Linked DNA regions of Mus musculus: region 2 is linked to region 1. The links are chromatin contacts, called in public promoter capture Hi-C maps. All regions are on one chromosome and are shown on one strand. The core of a region is the stretch at or near the end of the contact, and the rest is flanking DNA. Distances in the headings are between cores, read along the strand shown.

Region 1 (4,356 bases), core at 753-3,252:
ATCGTTTGTTAATAAAATGTCAAAAAAAAAAATGCTAGCTGTGAAGAGAAAACTTATAATTTTGGGTCTTATAGCATTGTGGTATCTAAGCTCAAGAAATTCAGGGCTGAAGAATAGACCCAGGCGGATCCAGGCACAGCCAGATCCACCCTGTAGCTAAGAATGTCCGGCCATAAAAGATAAAAAAGAAAGTGCAGGAACTAGCCAGGGCTATCAGGACCAAATGGCCATCTGGCAGGATGGCGCCTCCCGGGTGGCACCTCCCTATAGCCCACCATAAATCATATACTGACCAGGTGTCCTGCTGACCTCGAGAAGTCCAAGCCTTTGTGCCCCCCTACACCTTAACTAGCATGTACTGCCCTGTTAATTTGTAATCACCTCGCCGACATTTAAATAAGCCAATCATGTGTAACCTCGCAAATTCCTTCGGCTCCCTCCCTTTTTGGTTTGTGGTTTTTGCCTTTATAAGCCTGTAAGAAGTTTGGGCCGGGGTCGAACTCCCCTGCCCCCTGCGCAGTGCATGAGTTTCGACCCCAGCATGCTGGCTTGAGTGCTCTTTTGTTGTTTGTGTGTGTGTGTGTGTGTGTGTGTGCCATTAAAAGCCTGTTGTTACAACGAGTAAGGTCTGAGTGTCCTACTGGGTGCACGCCTCCCCAAGAGGGACTCCCCTCCGGGATCTTTCAGCTGCACTTTGGCTACTTTGTGGGTTCTTTTTTCTTCCACCATTCAACTCCCTAAAGACTAGATAGGAGAGAGAAAAGGATAGAGGGGAAAGGGGTGATGTTATCACTAGACTACTTCCTGCTGATTACAGATGTCAAGTCCCTTGGGGCAAGTTTGACCTTTGCTGTCAGAATATCTAATTTCTTCTTGTTGTTTCTACTTAACAAGCCACAACCAAGCAGTCAACCAACAACCCACCTTTCCGGGCTCTAGCATTTATATATCCTCTAAAAAGTCCCCAGAATTCCAAACATCACACAGTCACAGAAAATCTGCTTCTGCTAGGGCATGAGGCAAATCATAGTCGTCTGCTACAAAGCAGCCCTGTATCCTAACATCTGGTGTTTTATAAAAAGATAAGGAGAGGAGGAATGTGTTTGGTGGAGGTGTAGTCAGGTGTGGGGGCAGGGGGCTCCTGTGCAGGACAGAGAAAGGCAGAGAGAGAGAGAGAGAGAGAGAGAGAGAGAGAGAGAGAGAGAGAGAGAGAGAGAGAGAATAGAGGAGTATAGGCCAGCCATGAGCATGTGGAGAGAGAGGGGGAAGGGAAGGGGAATGGGGAGAAGTCGGGTAAGGAGAGGGAACAAGAGCAGGAGAGCAAGAGAGAGAAGAGGAGGCAAGCAGCCCCTTTTATAGTGAGCCAGGCACACCTGGCTGTTGCCAGGTAACTGTGGGGCGGAGCCTAGACAAAACAAAACAAAACACCAACATCTAGGGTGGAAACAAAAACTTATCCATATAATATTGCTGCGTTTTAAAAAGAAAGCGGAATTACAAAATTCTCACTACAATACGCTGTCAGGGAGAATAAAAAAATCTGCAAGGCATCGAGTACTGTGTTCTGCCTGCTTACCCTGAAACTGTGAGCTTCTGCTTTTACATATAGTTTATTATTTATATTTCCTACTGGATGTAGGAAAGGGAACTGGGTATACACTCTGAAGGGATTCTGTCCCTGGGAAAGACATGATCTCTCAATCAAGTTTTGCAAACAGAAGGAGCCTCCCTGTGGGCTGCAGGAAGCACCCTTTGTGACTCTTGTGGAACAGCTCCAGCATCTGGCGCCCTGCAGCTGGTCTCTGTGGGGTCAGCACTCTCTTGTTTCTGGGTTAAGGAGCTCAGGCTCATCAGGCTGGCTTGGGGAACACGCCTCCTAATCCACAAGAGTAAGAAGATTTAGGACTGGAGCGGGGTGGGGGTGGGGGGTCCTCCACCCCCAACGAGAAGTGACATGCCACACTCTGCAGACTTGCCTCCAGTCCCCGGGCCTCCTTTGACCCAGGGTGTTGCTGCCCACGGCTTGAAGGTGGACATTGTGATTGTCACATGGCACTTGAAATGCATTGCCAGGGTAGTCGGTGTCATCCTGCTCCCTGAGAAGACAACATCAGACAAAGGTTAGACCTGACCCCATCAGGCAGTTCCATCCACCAACCGTGAAGAAAGATGGTGATCAGACACATGGGTTAGGTGCCTGCCTCCTCGTGTCTCAGAGTCAGCTAAGCTCCTGGAAGGTAAGCCCAGACTTCCCAGCCCGTGAGACAGAAATGGATGAGACCATGAAGTCAGCCAGTGAACTTAATATGGGAGGGAAAAGTTCGTTGCGGGCAACAGAGAGGGAAACATAGCTGCCTCGGTCTCCTGGAGCATCCTCAAGGGTTCCCTGGGCCCTAGGGACCTCCATCCAGGCAAACCTAGGATGTGTGGCTTCCATGAATGAAAACCAGTATAAGCAGAGTTGCATATTAAGTACATTTCTAATGTGGATATTAGGCCCAGGGGTTAATAGAGAGAGGCACTTTGGGGAAACAGTGAGACACTCCCATGCATGGCTGTAGCCTTGTGGATGAGAGTCAAACTTAAGTGTCTTTACAGCAGGTTTATATAGGATTTTAGTAGTTTTCAAGTGATCTCTCTAAGGGTTGCTAAGACCCAGGACAAATGACAGACAGACAGACAGACAGATAGACAGACACACACACACACACACACACACACACACACACACACACACACACACACGCACACACTTTTACTTTACATATATAAATGTTTGTGCATGTCTGGTGCCCGTGAAGATCAGAAAGGGTGTTGGGTTCCCTGACACTGGAGTTATAAATGGTTGTATGCCACTACGGGGCGGAGAGGGGTGCCAGGAATTGAACCCTGGTCCACTAAACGCACCACACACTTTTCAACTACTTTTTCAGTACTGCCCAAAGAGTATTGTAACAAGACAAAATTTTGAAGACTTTTTCTTAGTAAACAAAGTTATAAGGTGGGTTTGTAAGAGGCACCGTTCAGGGCGTGTTCAAGGTTACAGGTCGCTTTGGTTTTACATAAGCAGTTTATTTACCCTTGATCTCTGTAGGAATTCATGTATGGTTTTGGCCTGAGTAAGGATAGCTTCTCAGTTGCCTCCAACACCTTTTGTGAGAGGTCTGTGGAAAGCACAGAGTACCTAACTAGGCAGCTGCGGACCAAAGACGCTGGAAGTTTCATGACCCAATCAGAAGGACAGGCAAGCCAGGCCCCAGGACCACAGGCCATTTTCTTGTCACCTGCCCCACACCTACTTCTGCCCATCACTGTCATTCTCTCTGTCTTTCCCTCCTGCTTCCGTTTGGTTTGGGGATGGAGGTCAGTCAGAGAAAGCCTCTCTTGGAGAGGCTGCACTCGTGTTTTCTGGATTTCAAGTCCTGATAACCTACTTTCCCTCCACCAATTAGGCTGCTAGTGAACAGAGCAATAGATTGAAAAGAACGTGGTAAGGTCTGGCTGACTTGTCAAGTTCCAGAGGGACGGGAACCTCCCTCACAGAGTGGCATAATGTGGAAGTCACCGTGACTTATGACTTACAAAGACTGGGTCACAGCAACCTCCGGCGTGGCAGCTATCAGTCACTGTGGGAGGAGCCAGTTCAGTTCTGTGCGGCTCCTTCAACCTCATTTTCCAGAAGTGTGGGGTGTGTGTGTGTGTGTGTGTGGTGTATTGCATGTGTGGTGTGTGTGTGGTGTGTATGGTGTGTATGGTGTATATGGTGTATATGGTGTCTGTGTGTTTGTTATGTGTGTGTGGTGTCTGTGTTTGTATATGGTGTGTGCATATGGTGTATGTGTGTGGTATGTGTGGTGTGCTTGTGTGTGTGTGGTGTATTGTATGTGTGGTGTGAGTGTGGTGTGTATGGGTGGTGTCTATGGTATATATGGTGTATATGGTGTCTGTGTGTGTGTTATGTGTGTGTGGTGTCTGTGTTTGTATATGGTGTGTGCATATGGTGTATGTGTGGTGTGCTTGTGTGTGTGTGTGAATGAAGAATGCATGCACACACACACACATGTACACACACATGCACACACTGGCATTTCAAAGATAGGGAGAAACAACCTCAAGAGAACCTAGAGAGGCGGGAGCAAACACAACTGGCCAGCATCTGGGACCCCAAGGCAGAACTGTAATTCAGGTGGGACCTGCAAAACCAGACGGCTTTGCCGTTCTGGCAAGGTACTGACTGAAAAGGTGAAGTTATTGGAGACATTAGCATGAAATGTTTTGATCAATAACAAGGATGAAAATTGTATTTCTGGGAGCATCTAAGAAGTCAGGTATGGGTGGCACAGACCTGTAATCCCA
Region 2 (4,140 bases), core at 865-3,364, 180 kb before region 1:
GAAGATCCCTGGGACCTAGTGATGGCAAAGCCACAAGCTCTGGGTTCAATGGGAGATGCTGTATCAAAGGACTAAGGTGAAGAGGAATAGAATACCAGATGTCCTCCTGTGGCCTCCACATACATGCACGAGCATGCACACCTGCACACAGGTACACACATGCATACACCACATTCACACACACAATCGTTTGAGATACTTCCACTGTGTATCCTAGGCTGGCCTCCAACTTAATCCTGCTCATGCCTCCTGGGTACCGAGATTACAGACATGCACAAACATGCATGCTTGTCTCTAACAACTAAATTCTGATCATAAGATGCTTTGGTCTAAAGCTTCTTCAAAGGTTTTCTTACTGCTATCAAGAATGTATGAAATCCTGACCATAATCTATAGGGAAACAGATTTTTGTTTTGTTTTGTTTTGAGACATTGTTTCTCTGTATAGCCCTGGCTGTCCTGGAACTCACTTTGTAGACCAGGCTGGCCTGGAACTCAGAAATCCGCCTGCCTCTGCCTCCCGAGTGCTGGGATTAAAAGCGTGTGCCACCACGCCCGGCAGGGAAACAGAATGTAATGGTAATTTTTTTAAAAGGTGGGGCCAGAGAGACTGCTCAGTCAGTACAGTGCTTGCTGTTAATGTTTGAGGATATGAGTTTAATCTTCATCACCCATATTTAAAATTAAACAAACGCTGAGCACAGTGGCATTCATGTATAACCATAACACTGGGCAGGCAGAATCAGGAGTCCCCTGGGGCTTGCTGGCTGGACAGTCTTGCCAAATAAGCGATGAGATCTAGATTTATTGAGAGACCTTGTATTAGAAATTAAGAGTAAATTAGGAAGACACCCATGTCAATCTCTGGCCTTCAGGCACGTGTGCACATATGTGTGTATACACTCTTCCCACACATGCATGTGCTCTCTCTCTCTCTCTCACACACACACAAAATGGGGCAAAGAGGTTCCTGAGAAAACTAAAATTAGATCTACCACATGACCCAGCTATGTCTATAAGGACTCCAAGTTAGTCTATCACATAGATGTATATCAATCTCTACTGAAGCATTAGTCACAATTGTTAACAAACCTAGTTGCCTAACAACAGAGGGATGGATCAGAAACAGAGGATGGTATATACTCAAAAGAGTTTTCAGCCCTAAGAAGGAAGTTATGTTGTCATTTGCACAAAACTGAATATCACTGGAGATAAACATTATTAAGTGAATTAAGCCAGTCACAGAAGGAAAAAAATTCATTTATGATTCCTAGGTTTAATTAAACACATAAATCATATGACATGGAAAATGAAGTAAAATTACTAGGGAACTAATGGGAGAGACAGGGAGAAGACAGAAAATTTAGGAGTAGGAATATATATTCAAAATACAACATAAACTTGTATCAAGATGTCCTAATGTAACACAGTGCCATGTACAATAAATATTTTTAAAAGGAGAAAAGAATCGGGGCTAAGTAGAGAAAAACCAGCGAAGTGACTTTGGGGATGCTGCTTTGCAACTCTAATCCTCAGTCCTCCTGTCTCGTCTGTGCCAATTAGTCAACGACAGAAATCTTCTCTGTGTAGTTGAGGATTAAATGTTCCCCAGAAGTGCGATGCAGGGCACAGATTTTACCAGTTAGTGGGCCCATTTGCTTCATCGAGGTCAGCCCTTCTTCTTGGTCAATGACAATAGTAGTAAACTGTCTGAAACGCAGCTGGGGGTTTAAAAAAATATGCAAAAACAATTACTAGCGTGCATTCCACATAGCTAACACACGTGTTACCACCATCGCCATCATCTTTCCATCACTCTCGAATGCCTCTTTCTCAACTGCTTTATCTACTCAAACCTCCTTTCCTCCGGGAAGGACCGCTCCTCAGAGGTAAGGGCAGTACTTTCACGCGGTCCCTGCACACTGTCACTTCTCTAAAGTGGCTTCAGAGAGCCACCATACAACACCCCATGTCCAACTTCTCATCACTTCCCCTTTGTGGTGACGCCCCACACCACGTGAAAGCCACAAACACACCCCCGGAAGTGATCGGTGGTAGGCGTTCCCGTTCGATCATCCCACCCACTCCATCCTTGCTTGGTTCCTGCCTGCTCCGCTTAGACCGGGAAGGAGGCGGAACTAATGGTACGGACCGCCTGACGGTTCCCAGCCGGACAGAAGAGCGGAGGGCACTGGGCGTCGCGCCGCGCGAGCCCGGGGCCATCTAAGTGCTGCTCCCGCGACATGGCTTTCAATTTTGGGGCTCCTTCGGGCACTTCGGGCACCTCTACAGCCACCGCGGCACCGGCGGGTGAGTCAGCCCTGGGCCTACCTTCTTCCTCCAAGGAACCAAAGCCTCGGGCCCGCCCCCTCGATCCGATCGGTCCGGCTGGGGGGTCCCGGGGTTGCCCTGGCACTCGGGACACCTTGGAGTCATTTGGAGAGGGCGGTGGCGGTGGTGGCGGCGGCGGTGGCGGTGGGAGGGCCGCGGGCTGCTCAGGCTCAGCCTGGGGCTCGCACAGCACGCTCAACCCGCGTGGCTCGGCCGCCGCGGTGCTTCCCGCCATTGGGGTGTCCGCCCAGGAGAGGCCGGAGGCTACGCCCCTCTCATTTCCCGGGACCCCGCGTCCCCTCGTCCGTCTCAGCCTCAAGGTCCAGACGGGTAAAGTTGGAGCCAGGCTGCCCGCAGCTCCCTCTGTCCCCTCCCCAGCCCGGGGGGGGGGGATGCTCGGCCCCCGCCCGTGCTGCCCTTCGCTCCTTCTGTCTGTCCGCACCTTGGCTTTCTTCCCCTGATCCGGTGCAGGTCAGGTTTGTTCACGCTGTGAAACCTCTTGCTGATTCTTGTAATTCTTACCTTTCTTTCTTCTCCTTTTCTCTTTCCCTCCTCTCACCTTTTCAAATTTTTGTTTCTCTTGCCTCCACGACTATCAGGATTTGGTGGGCTTGAGACTGCCAACTCCACCGCCGGTGGGTTTAATTTTGGGGGTTTCGGATTAACCGCTAACCCTGCAGTGAACTTTAATATTGGGAATTTCGGTGTTTCTACTACCTCGGCGACTCCGTTCAATTTTGGTAACAGTCTGGCGAGTGCAGGTAGATACTGGGGTCATGTGTGTAACGAGTATGGGGGCTGGAGTCCAAGAATGTTCCGATGTCCCTAGAGTTTGGGGGAAGAAATGGCACTTGTCTAATAAAGAAAGGGGTTTATTTCCTAAGATCAAATCAAATATATTTAAAGTTTTGGCTGCTTTAAAAGATGTGGGTTTTGGAAAGCCTTAAAGAATTAGAATGCACCTTGGTTGGATTTTCATTTAATGATACAGAGCACAGCTTCCAAATGATAAGTTGGGAACCGAATATTTTTTAAAACATTAGCTTTAGCAGAAGGTAAGCGTTTCCCTGGGATTCTTGGACTCCTGCAGTCATTTTTCATTTTTTAATACATATTTCATTGGGATTTCATCTTATTGTCCTTGTGTTTCCAAGAGAAACAAGTCTTATACGAACAGCAGCGACCTGTCTTGTTTTTCAAACTGTAACGATGTTTTTCTAGCATTAACTCAATATATTAGGATGTATTTCTATATATAATTGTAGAAAGAATCCCGGATTCTTTGCTGGGTTTTTGGGAAATTTTCCATGAGTAGTTTTAATTTACCAATTAACACTGAGTTCTAAAAAGTAGGCTCGGCATCTTTTACTTTCAAAAAGAGGATGATGAAGGTTTTTGGTTTTTTGGTTTTTTTAATCTGTGGCTTGTTTGAAGATCACTGAAATTTTTCAGAACACAAATTAATGGATGTGTACGACCCAATTTAAGTTAGGCTTATGTGAGCTCGACATCCGTATGACTCTTAGAAAACTCTCCATCCTCAGCTGCTCGTATATGAATGTACTGTCCATAGTTTATGTTCCGTCAAGCCACTGCTGCCCGTGCCAATTATATGCATTTGGTAAGCCTTACTTCTAAACTTACTGGGAAAGTTGGGGATTTTGTCCATTTACTGGGTTTTACATTGTTGATGTCACCTTATCCTCTCAGTTAAAAATAGTGAAAAATACTTGGAAATTCCAAAGATAAAGGGACTCATTAAGAAATATTAGAAGCCGCACCCACCACCCCTGGGGTGTTTACCTTTCCT

What was found. Promoter capture Hi-C pulls out the DNA fragments that hold promoters and counts their contacts.
Region 2: a contact with region 1 is called in a promoter capture Hi-C map of neural stem cells. The contact joins the promoter of Nup54 here to the promoter of Ppef2 in region 1. A contact is called at or near these places in 3 of 39 promoter capture datasets (liver, neural stem cells and stem cell-derived epiblast-like cells), 1 of 115 datasets of contacts at active chromatin or transcription factors (pancreatic cancer cells) and 2 of 9 other capture datasets (adipose tissue and liver).

Annotation. Positions count from the first base shown.
Region 1 is chr5:92,253,924-92,258,279 of GRCm38.p6, reverse strand. Ppef2 (protein phosphatase, EF hand calcium-binding domain 2) reads left to right here and starts at 2,002. Exons shown (of 17, transcript NM_011148.4): 1 at 2,002-2,237. It overlaps Naaa (N-acylethanolamine acid amidase), which reads left to right. Exons shown (of 11, transcript NM_025972.4): 11 at 1-620.
Region 2 is chr5:92,433,173-92,437,312 of GRCm38.p6, reverse strand. Nup54 (nucleoporin 54) reads left to right here and starts at 2,114. Exons shown (of 13, transcript NM_001359995.1): 1 at 2,114-2,309; 2 at 2,930-3,091. The coding sequence starts at 2,243. It overlaps Gm42114 (a long non-coding RNA gene), which reads right to left and starts at 2,702. Exons shown (of 2, transcript XR_880431.3): 1 at 2,331-2,702; 2 at 1,244-1,720.